2 separate regions of the Rattus norvegicus genome follow, and region 2 is linked to region 1. Evidence: chromatin contacts called from public Hi-C data. All regions are on one chromosome and are shown on one strand. Each heading gives the region's core, a stretch centred on a gene start, on an enhancer-like site or on the middle of the called end of the contact. The rest is flanking DNA. Distances are from core to core; before and after follow the strand shown.

Region 1 (5,572 bases), core at 934-3,433:
CCTATGATAGAAAATGAGATGAATATGTGCCAAGCTGATACTCCTTTGCAGATGGAATCCTAGGTCATCTCAGCTGGAAAGGCCTTAAGGGGCAAATAAGACTCAGCAAGGAGAGCTGTCACCTGAGCAGTCAAATGTATAACCACAGGTGCCAGGTCTACTTTAGGGGCTTTTCCCTGAAAAGGACTTAAAAGTTAATTTACTCATGTGTGTGTGTGTGTGATAGGTGAGGAGAGGGGAAGAGGGAGGAGGGAGGAGGGAGGAGGGAAGGAGATGGCTCAGCTGTTAAGAGCATTTTTTGCTCTTGCAGAGGATCCAGGTTCAGCTCCCAGCACATGCACAGTCGTTCACCACCATCCACTATAACTCCATTTCCGGAGGACCCGATGTCCTTCTGACTCAGAAGCACCAGGTTCCTATGCTGGGCACAGACATACAAGGAGGCAAACACCCATACAAAGGGCCATAAAGGTGGCTGCAGGTCAGGGCACTCGCTGCTCTCTCAGTTCCCATCACCCACACAGTGGCTCACGATTATATATGTAACTCCAGTTTCAAGGGGGGTGGAGGCTTGGAGGGAAGTCCAATGGCCTCTGCAAGCACTAAACATACATGTGATATACACACATACACGTAGGCAAAATAATCATATATATATGTGTGTGTGTGTGTGTGTGTGTGTGTGTGTGTGTGTGTGTGTGTGTCTTGGTTTTTGTTTTCTTTTTTTTCTTTTTTTTTTTTGGAGCTGGGGACTGAACCCAGGGCCTTGTGCTTGCTAGTCAAGTGCTCTACCACTGAGCTAAATCCCCAACCCCCTGAGCTAAATCCCCAACCCCTGGTTTTTGTTTTCTTAAGACAGGGTTTCTCTTTGTACCCCTGGCTGTCCTGGAACTCCCTTTGTTGACCAGGCTGTCCTCCAACGCATGTATCCACCTGTGGCACCCATGGCCTACTGAAAAACAGCCTTTTTAGAAGTATAGGAAGCATACAAGTCATATAGAATGGCTATGAGGGCTGGAGAAGGAGGCCGATTGTTCTCCAAACTTTTCTTTCTCTGCCAGAGAAAGTCCACCCTGAGCAGACATCATCTTTGTCCAGCCTGACTTTGATTTCCACCTTAACAGGTTCTAACAACATTCTTCAACCTAAGTGTCCTCTACCTTCATGGCAACAGCATCCATCGCCTAGGGGAGGTGAATAAGCTAGCTGTCCTCCCTCGTCTCCGGAGCCTGACCCTCCATGGGAACCCCATAGAGGAAGAAAAGGGGTACAGGTAAGGACCTGGATCTGGGGTCCAGATGAGTTTCCTTAAGGAACAAGGGGAGAGGAGACAAGAAATTCAAGACCATTCTTCTGCCACATATGGACCACAGAAGGATGTACTAGACCTCTAAGTACACCCCTTGCTCTCAGAATGAAACTAGTCCTCCCAAAACATCAAGCTCCCCTCCATTCCTTGCTGTCAAAAGAGACAGCAGCAACCGGTGGGGGGCAGGGAGGGAGTTCTTTTGTAGGGGCTGGCCCTAAGCCCAAGTCTTCCCCACAGGCAGTATGTGCTGTGCAACCTGCCCCGTATCACCACGTTTGACTTCAGTGGAGTCACCAAGGCCGACCGCAGCACAGCAGAAGTATGGAAACGCATGAATATCAAGCCCAAGAAGGTCCGGATCAAGCAGGATGTACTCTGAGATTCGCAGGACCCGAGCACACCTAATGCCCTGAGGATGATCAGCTTGGTTTGACAATAAATGATTTGAGCTGTTGAACAGATTATACATCACCTGTGCTTGGTTAAGATGCTCTCCACACCCAGCCGCTACTAGTAAAACTTCAGAGTGAAGGCCAAAAGCCTGCTTGCTGGTTACGACCCAGGAGCCAGGTTCTACCATGCAGGAAACTTTCCTGTCCTTTCTGGGCCCCTTAGTATTCATGGGATATCATGGGAATAGAGTAGATTAGTAATTTCTAAATACTTTTTTCCCCAAGAGTTCTAACTCTGTGGCCCAGGCTGTCCTTGATCTTGTAGCAATCCTGTTGCTTCAGCCTCCTGAGTGCTGGTATTTCAGGAATAAGCCCCGTGTCTCACAGAAATCTTCATAGAGTGCCAAGGTCTGTGGAGTTGCCTTCAGCCTCCAGTAGGAACAGCAAACAGCTGTGATCTATTTCGAGCAGAGCAGGGTAGTTTTACTCTCAGGCTGTGATTCTGGCCAAGATTTCATTTCCAAGCGGGGCAGTGGTTGCACACAACTCTAAACCCGGCTCTCAGGAGAAAGAGGCAAGTTCTCTGTGAGTTCGAGGCCAGCCTGGTCTATGTAGAGTTCAAGGACAACCAGGGCTCCATAGTGAGACCCTGTCTCAACAGGAAGAAAATAATCATTTATTGAAAAGAAGACCAGCAGAGTAGGGTCTCTTCCTACCCCTAGGGGCAATGTGTAAGCCTCCTGGGACAGGGTCCCCAACAGTCACAGCTGCCTCATATTCTAATCTGTACAGCTCTGACAGTGTTAGCATCAATGGAAAAGGGACAATGAATAATATTTATCCTACTGGGGTTATCCCACACTAATCATCTAAGACCTGGGAACCATGAACGTCTACCTCCTGATTCCTTTTTAATGCTACATTCCTTGGCATTTCAATGCTTGCAGACTTGAACAGCCACAAGTAAATAGCGGGCAGGACAGAGCGGGTTGAACCAGCAACACAATGAATATACTTTCTTTATCGAGGGGTGACAAACAAAAAACAAAAAGAGCAAACATGTAAAAATCCAGGGTGCTAGAAATACAAACTCAATTCAGATTCAAGCTTGTCTAGACCCTGGTCATAATTCCCAGTGAGGTGCCTATGAGCACCAAGTCAGGGAACGGGACAGGAGTGAATCGGAGGCCAAGAGAAAGGGTGGGGAGGGGATCTCCTAGGTCTCCCGGTGTTCACCCCTACAGTGGTATCTCCATCTTCCCAATGACTTGAAGATCTGCCAGGCCCAGTCCTCTTGGCCCCAACCTCACCCTAACCAGAGCATGAAGGCCGATGGCAATCGGTTCTCCCTTCCCTTGCTCAGTCCTCACTTGCTCTGGCTTCTAGCCTTATTCTTGTCCTCCACATTCTTCTCCGTGATTAGTAGCAGGTTGGGTTCTGTAGAAAGCCACAGTGAGGCTGGGGGCCAGAAGAGGTGGGGTGGAGACGGGATGAAGACGAGGGAAGAGCTGTCCCAGGACCCCTTTCTTCATGGGATCCCAAACTGTACAACCAGCTCTTCTTTCGCATCCACGCGGATCTGAGAAAGTGCACTATAGGCATAAGCAGCTATCCTGGAGACCTGAGACAGAGGCCAGGGAGGGAAGAACACACATGAGAGGAAAGACAGTGTGAGATGGAGTGGCAGTAAAGGAAAGAAGGAATGGTGGACTGAAAGCCAAAAAGAGCTGGGTGTGCTGGTGCTTGCCTATAGTCCCACCAGTCAGGAGGCTAAATCAGGGGGGCCATAATTCAGTGCCAGCCTGGGCTATAACACTGAGTCCTTCTCTCAAAAACCAAAGGTTAGGTTAGGATTGCAGCTTACTGGTAGAGCACTTGGCTTGCATGAACAGTACCCTGAGCTTTATCTCTGGAAGGAAGTGAGAGAGAAGGACAAAAGCAAGGGCAGATGCTGAGAGACTAAACGGTGTGGGAAGGAACTAAGAACGCTGTGAAAACCAAGACCAAGGTGGGAATAAGCTGGGTGCACCAATACCAGGCTCCCTCCCTCCTGGGAAGCCATGTGGGAAGGGGCTAGGGGACCAGCCAGGAGTGCTCACCTGCTGCAAGTCAGAGAAAGGGATAGGCTCGCTGGCCAGCACTTGGTGGGGCTGGCTGGTGAGAGATGGCAGCGGTGGCAGCTTCTTCCAATGGGTCAGACTGCTGCTAAGCACAGCCAAGCGGGTACTGGCCAAGAGGGAGGAGACAGGAAAGGACAATCAGGCCAAAGCTTGCCCTGCCCTGCACAGGCAAGCCTCACTCCCTCAGGCCAGGGGATCATGGTGACAGGGTACAGTTCATCACAAACTCACTCTGACTGTACTCTTTTGACCCAATCACCCTTGATCAAACACACTGGGCAAACAGGGCCAACTTGAATGCCTGAGGCACTGAAGTGATCTGCAGTTAGTTTTCTGGGCTGCACCCAAATGAACAGCCTGGACTGGGGACCAAACTCCAAAGTTGGAGAATGTCTAGGAAGCTGGGCTCATGCTTACCTGTACTGCCTTGCCCGGTCCATGTACTCATGCTGCTCCATGCCCTGGGAGTCTGCGGCAGACACATCAATGATGTTGCTTTGAAGAGAAGAGACAGAGAAGCTATGACAGGTGCTTCTGAGGGGCACGGATGAGAATCAGTAGTCGGTGCCAATTCCAAGGCCACCTGACACTAATACTCCCACCAGCCCACTGTAACAGGGCAGAACCCAGAGACATTGCTCCCTAATGACCTTGTCCCATCCTCTATGGTCCAAACTTGGCTGCCTGTGCCCCAGCCTGGTCCTATGACACTCACCTAGCTGTCTTGGCAAGGATGGAGGAAAGCAGGGCCTGCTCATCTGTGCGAGCTGAAGGCAGGCTATGGTAGCTGGGCTCGGCTCCATTGAGGGCTTTGGTAGGGGTGTTACTGGGGTCCAACAACAGCTTCCTCTCCTCCTGGTCCTAAGGGGTAGTACAGAAAAGTCAGCCCGGGCCTTAAGTCTAGTCTCCTTTCATTTTAAAGGTTCTGACCTTTAATACTAAAACGACTTTTATGAAGATGATTCGAAGTGTCCAGGTGGATGCAAAGTCAGAAAACATTCACTCTCGGACTGGTCCAGAGCTGGAGGTCTAGGATGAACCTAGAGAACCTAACAAACATTCAGAAAGGAGCAAAGCAGCACTGGCCAGCAGTCCTGGAGCCTCGACAATCGGTCAACACCTTCTGGACAAAGGAACTGGAACTGACTGTGTCAGAGGAGCTGAAAAAATATTAAAGTAAGGGTCTAGAGGAGAAATCAACCCAAGTCAGAAGCCCAAGAACAGCCTTCCTGGTTCCCTAGGTAAAGTAGTTCCTAGCAAAGATGACCACCCACATTCTAAGGCCCTAGTGAGGCCAGATAAGTCCCTGGCCTGCAAGAGAAAGCAGGCCCATGTACCTTGCCATTCTTCACATTATCTCAGTGCAGACTGCAGGCCCACAGCCGAGATACAGCCACCAATGTCCTCTCTTCTCTTCTCTCAGGGATCTTTGTAAAGCCATCACAAGAAGAATACAATACACACATGCACACAAGGCAGTCTTCCTATGTTCCCCAGTGTTCCCCAGGCTGGGCAGGAACTAGATAACCCAGCTGGCCTGGAACTTGCCCGTGTCCTGCCTCTACCTCCTGGTGTATGTTAACCTGAGAGAACAGTGGAGCTCTTCCTCCCAGCCAAACTACTTTCCCCAACACAGTCTCCTCAGTCTTCAGCGGCCCTGCTTATTAACCTCCACAGACAATCACAAACACCAGAACCAATTTAGAATTAAACCAAACTGCACTGCCTATCACTGCACTTTCCTTGTCCTG
Region 2 (5,974 bases), core at 1,843-4,342, 77 kb before region 1:
TCATAGCATTCTCTTTCCGACAAACGGGATTCTACTGCTTACTTATCTTTCTCTGCTACTCAATGAGTGAAGGCAGGTAGGCAGTGTCCATCTGGGGTGGAGGCAAGGGGAGGGCTACAGAATGCAGAGGACACAGCATGGACACCTTACCTGGGCAGTGAGTTTCTGCCTCTCTTCTTGGAACCTCTGCCTCTCCTCTAGGACCTTCACCTTGGCACTTTCGTACTTGGCGGTCATCACCTCCAGCTCCCGGCTAGTGCTCTGAGCTTCTTGCCGCATTTCAGCCAGGTGGGTCTCGGCATCAGTGCGCACAGCGGCCAGCTCCTGGACATACTTCTCCCGGGCTTGATCGAGCTCTACTTCTAGAAACTGCCGGCCCAGGTTGGCCCGTTCTCCCAGCCCCCGGTTCTCCTCGGCCAGCAGGCCATGGGCCTTCTTCAGCATGCTCAACTGCTCTGCATAGCTGGCCTTTTCTGCCCGCAGCTGCTGGGCTGCTCGCTCCTGCTCAACAATCTTCTGCCGCAAAGATCCTAGCTCTCCAAGCTCCCGTTGAGCCCGCATTAGCTCTGCCTGCAGCCCGCCAGCTGCCTGCTTGCTCTGCTCTATCTCCTCCCGGAAGCGCTTCTCGGCAGCTGCCTGCTCAGCTTGCAGCTGCTGACAAAGGTGCTTGGCAGGCAGCAGCTCACTCACCAGGGCCTGTGTGCTGGTGTGCTCCAGCTGCAGGGCAGAGAGCGCTTGCTCCTTCTGGAAAAACTTCTCCTGCCAGGCCTTCAATTCTTGACCCGATTCCTCAGCTCGCTCCGCTTGTGAGGCCAGCTCCTGCCTCAAGTTCTCAGAAACTACACGCTGCTTCTCTACCTCTTCTCGGAGGCTCTGTACCTCCTCCCGTAGAGCTGAGCTGCGTTCTGCTGCCCTGGCACTGCTGCTGGCTGTTTCTACCTGAAGCAGGCGCAGCCGCTCTTCCAGCTTCTGGCTCTTCTCTGACTCAGCTACAACCAGGCGCTTCAACTCCTTGCTTTCTCCCTCCTTCTCTAGGACTTGGCGATTCAGGATGGATACCTCCTCTTCCAAGCTGCTGATAAGACTGCTCTTTCTCTCAGCTTCCTGCTGGCCACGGGCTACCTGGGCCTTCCACTCTTCCTCAGCTTTGCTGTGGTCCTGGGCTTTGGCACGGAGGGCTTGCAACTCTCTTTGAGCTGAGGCTGAGGCAGCCTGATTATGCCCCAGCTCTCGAGCCTTCTCCTCTAACTGGCCCTGCAGTGTCTCCAGGGCTTTGTCTTGCTCAGCCCGGCAAGCACGCTCGGACTCCAGGCTGTGTGTCAGGCCTTCAACCTGTTGCTGCTGCTGCTGCCACTGCCGCTCTAGCTTACTGATCTCTGCCCGAAGAGCCTCCACCTCAGGGCCTGGTGCCTCTGTCTTCCCAGGTGTGTGCAGCTGGGATCCTGGGCCATCTCCTGAAGCGTCTTCTCCCCTGGCACCCCCTGTGGGGTGCTCTTTCTCTTTCTTCTTCAGCTCTTCCAAAGTCTGCTGAAGCGCCTTCAGCTCTGATATCTGAGCTGCCTCTTGCTCACGAAGTTTGGCAAGCTCTTGGTCTTTCCCTTCCTTTTCTGTCATGGCATGGGTCAGTGCTTCTTGTAAGGCAGCAAACTCCACACGCTGCTCATTGAGGGTGTTCTGCAGCCGCATCTCAAGTTCTGCCTTGGCTGCCTTCTCCTGAGCCAGGTCAGCTTGGGCCTGGCCCCGCTCCTGGGTCAGCCGTGCTACCTCCCTCTCCTGCTGCCCACGAACCTCTTGCTGCTGCCCCTGGCTCTGCATCAGTGCTGCCCGCAGTCTCTCCAGCTCTCCGCCCATTTGCTCAGCTTCACGCTGCACAGCCTTCAGTGCTGCCTGTGTACTACCCAACGGCCTTGCCTGCTCTTCCTCCCAGTCAGACTCTTGGTTCCCAGCCCTCGGGGGCTCTTTGAGCTCATGTGAGGCTGCTGCCTGCTGCTCACCTGCCTTGAGCACCAAGGCCTTCAGGCAGGCCACCTCCTTGTTAGTGGCAGCCATCTTCTCCCGCAGAGCCGAGAGATCATCTAGCAGCTTCTGTGCTCTCGCTTCTTTCTCCTGGACCTGCTGAAGGGCTTTTGCCAAACAGGCATGAAGCTGAGCTAGCTGACTCTGCTGCTGGCCTGTCTGGCCTTCACCGTGGATCTCTCCTGCCTCCTTCTGTTCTTCTTGGCCAATCTTTCCATGCTCCCCTTTCAAGGCCATCAGCTGTTCCTGGAACATGGCACCATACCTTGCCTCCTCTTGCTGTCTGGCTTCAACCCGCTTCTGCCAGCTCTCAACCTCCCTGAGGAGCTGCTCACGCTCACTCTCAGCTCCGTGCTGAGCAGCTGTGGCCCCTGCTAGCTCATGTCGCAAGGCTTCAGTCTCGGCCTGATGAGCCTCTTCAAGCTGCTGTAGCCGGGCCTCCAGCCCCTTTCGCTCAGCCTTCTCCTGCTCTAACTCCTTCTGCTCCTGCTCCCGCTGCTCCATCAGGTGTCGAGTCTCTGCCTCCATCTCAGTGGCGTGGCGCTGCTGCTCCTTCAGGGCATCTGCAGCCCTGCATTTCTCTTCTTCAAGGCTACCTCTGACAATCTTCAAAGTCTCCTCAAGGGCCTGGAGCTGCTCCTGGAGCTGGACCTTCTCCTGCACCACCTTTTCTCTCTCAGTTGCTTTTTGCTGCTCAGCCTTCAGCTGGGCCTCTAGCTCTGTCACGTGAGCTTGGGCCTGACGCTGTTCCTGGTGGGCAGCTTCAATGCAGGCATGGAGTTCTCCTATCTTTTGGCTCAGCTCTGCCTTTTCCCGCTGGGCCTGTGTGACCGAGGTCTGCGCAGTGTCCCTGGCTTCATTAGAAGCCTGAAGTTGCTGCTGCAGGCTCTCCAGCTTGGCATCCTTCTCCTTCTCCAATGTTTCTAGCTGCTGGCGAGCAGCATCTCGCTCCCTTACAGAGGCCTCTCGAGCCTCAACAATGGTGGCCAGTTGCTGGGCGTGATCCTGCCTGGCTGCCTCCTGCTCCTTGGCTGCCTCTTCCAATTGCTGCTCCTTCAGCTTCAGGCTGCTGCTCAGCTGCTCCACCTGCTGGCGGAGGCCCTGGGCAGCCTGTTCTTGCTCTTGCAAGGTCTGTAACATCTGAGCCTGTTCCTTTTTGGCCTGTTCTTTCAGGCTGGTCAGCTCTTGATCTTGCTGCTGCAGGGTGGCATTCAGTGCTGTCAGAGAGGCCAGCTGGGCAGTGAGCTGAGCCCCCTGAGCCTGGGAGGCTTGCTGCAGCTCCTCTTTGGCCTGGCTGAGGTTAGAGACGGAGCTCTGCAGGTCAGCAACCAAGCTGGCCAGCTGCCGCTTCTCTTCTTCAAAGTGGCCCCGCTCAGCAAGCAGCTGGGCTTCCTGTTTACCACGCTCACACTCCAGAGTCTCTACGCGGGCTTGGAGCTCTGTGTTATCTGTGGCAAGTTTGGCTGCCTCTTGTTTCAGGGTATCCAGCTGTTGGGATAAAGAGATAAAACGGGGATCAACCCTATCAAAGAACACCAAGAATCAACCCTAGCAAATTGCCTTACTGCTTCTGTCTATTCCTACCTGCAAGGCGTCACCCAGCACCTCACCCTTCTCCGGGGCAGGGCTCCCCTGCAGCTGAGCTGCTCGATCCTCCAGCTGGGAAATCTTCTCCTGAAGGATCTCACTCTTCTCTTCCAGACATTTCTGGGAGTAAGCAAGAGACCCATGTGAACAGAGTACAACAGCCATCCAATTACCAGAGACGCAATCATCTTGTACCCAAGATTTCCCTTTGCCCTGGCTGAGGAGAAAATCCTCAGAAACCATAGGACTGAGCTGGGAGTAATGGCTCCCCAAAACTCAAGAGACCGAGACATGAAAATGAAGATTTTAAAAACCAACCTGTGCTCCCAGACCCTGCCTGTCAACAGAACCACAGGTCTGACTTCCTGAGAACCTGACTTTCTACTCCCAATTACACGGGTAAATTTAAGTCAAAATGTGCAAAGCCTACTTACTTACCACGTAGCCTTCCTCAGACGAGCCTTGACTCAGACACTAACCAAATGCCCAAAACAATCCCGGGCATCTATGCTAGCCTAGCTTCATCTGTCCCGGCCCGACGTTGGCCCCCCTCAATTGTGGGCGCAAAGCAACATGATGGGTATGCTCTGACCTCCTGACCCACCCAGGGGCTGACGGGGAGTCTCTACTGTCTCCTTCACAGAAAACACTCATGATCCGAGACTCTAAGTGCTATACCCAAGAGCTCCCAGGTTAGGAAGTGGCAGAGCTGGGCTTAGTAACAATAGTAATGCAGATTGGACATCCCTAAGTCTGAAATCTGGAATCCAACAATCCCAAAATCCAAACTTTCTGAGCTCTAAACATGATACCAACAAGTTTTAAAATTTTAACAAATCATTGTGGCAGAATCTTGTAACTCTGGCACACAGGAGACAAAGACTAGAGGACAGGGTCCAAAGCCAGCTTGGGCTACAGAGGGAGGCTACTTTAAGAAAACAAAGGTTCAGAGTGATTTAGATGTTAGACAAAGGGATGAGCAACTTACAATGTCTATGCAAATACTGCAGAATAAAACACCTATCCCTGATATCCTTCTAATATCAAGTATCTCAGCAAAGAAACCCAACCTGATATCACAACTAATTCACTCAGAGCTTACGAGCTGCCCTTCAATCACATAATAGTTAACAAAGCATCAGTCCCCTCTGAGACTCATTAACTTTTCCAAGACACACATTTTGCACATCACAGAGGCCACGGGTACATTGCACTCAGCCTGTCACCACACTAGCAGACTCTCAGAAGGCAGCTCCAGACCCAGCAGTCTGATGAACTCCACGTGGACAATGTGGCCAGCTCTCGAGAGAGGGTTACCTTATCCTGGAGGGCTGTGCTGAGCTCACTTTCCAGATGAGCCTGCTTCTCTGCCCACTCCTGAGAAGCCTTGCTGTGCTCCTCTATCAGGTCGTTGAACGCACCCTGCAGTTGTTGCAAGTGGTTTGCAAACTCTCGCACCTGAGAAATAAGCAGGGTGAGAAGTTGGCACTTCCTTCCAGCAAGTCCTTGAAACCCAGACCTTGGGGCCTCCAATAATTCTTCCCCACCTTCAATCCAATCACAGCCAATCACACCTCTATTCAGAAACACACATCATCACTTAGAGCTGCCTGAGCACCCTTCCAGGAACTAGTAACAAGGAAAGTGACTAAAGCCCAAAGCCAGGTTCTAGACCGTCTTTCTCAACCTTCTTGGGGAAACTTCCAGACCACCTCAGCCCTGAGGGGTCTCTACACATAGCCAGCCCCACTCACCTTAAAGGAAAGGTCCCCGTTCTCCTCAGAAAGCTGGCTAATCTTTCGATCCATCTGGTTCTTCTCGGTCTTCAGGTTCTGACACTGCTTCAAAGTCTCATGCAGACGCACAGTGAGGCTGCCAGGAAAGGAACCGTGAGAATGGTGTGATTCCCCACCTCGCCAGCAGGGACTGGATGCGGGAAGGAGGGCAGGAGTCCTACCTTTCATTCTTGCCACGGAGCTCCTCAAGTTCGCTGGGCTCCTGGGGGCTGGCTGCCTGCTTCTCATTCAGCAGAGCCAGGTGGTCGATGCGCTGCTGCATCATGGCGATCTGAGCGTCTGCCCAGGACAGGGACGACACAGTCAGCAAAGGTCCAGGGACAGAAGAGAGCAGAGGAGGCACAGCATCCGAGCCACGGCAAAAGGGCATGGGACAGAAACTAAACCCGGGGTCTACAAGGTCAGACTGACATTTGTGACAGCTTGACACTCCACTGTCAACAGAAGGGACACCATAGCAAGCCAAGCTGTCACAGGGCTTCCCCGATGTAAATCCCAAACGCTCCCCTTCACCAGTGCCCACGCACTCGACAGTACCTACCCTTCTCGGTGAGGAGCTTGAGGCTCTCAGACAG

The links. A called contact is a pair of places that touch in the nucleus more often than the background predicts.
Region 2: a contact with region 1 is called in a Hi-C map of mammary epithelial cells, with 2.3 times the contacts expected there. The contact joins two enhancer-like sites. A contact is called at or near these places in 6 of 12 Hi-C or Micro-C datasets (the Rat2 cell line, hepatocytes, kidney and 3 more).

What each region holds. Positions count from the first base shown.
Region 1 is chr1:165,686,817-165,692,388 of GRCr8, reverse strand. Lamtor1 (late endosomal/lysosomal adaptor, MAPK and MTOR activator 1) reads right to left here. Exons shown (of 5, transcript NM_199102.1): 2 at 4,537-4,682; 3 at 4,239-4,316; 4 at 3,801-3,927; 5 at 2,703-3,322. The coding sequence ends at 3,230. Lrrc51 (leucine rich repeat containing 51) reads left to right here. Exons shown (of 6, transcript NM_001106284.1): 5 at 1,125-1,273; 6 at 1,547-1,772. The coding sequence ends at 1,688. Among named protein-coding and RNA genes, the nearest start is that of Lamtor1, 5.5 kb to the right of the region's middle. Within about 2 kb of position 2,183, at least 2 of the 93 cell types and tissues checked have an H3K27ac peak or open chromatin away from gene starts, as enhancers often do.
Region 2 is chr1:165,764,584-165,770,557 of GRCr8, reverse strand. Numa1 (nuclear mitotic apparatus protein 1) reads right to left here. Exons shown (of 25, transcript NM_001100691.1): 9 at 5,941-5,974; 10 at 5,561-5,678; 11 at 5,358-5,475; 12 at 4,921-5,061; 13 at 3,601-3,723; 14 at 151-3,504. Among named protein-coding and RNA genes, the nearest start is that of Il18bp, 19 kb to the left of the region's middle. Within about 2 kb of position 3,092, at least 24 of the 93 cell types and tissues checked have an H3K27ac peak or open chromatin away from gene starts, as enhancers often do.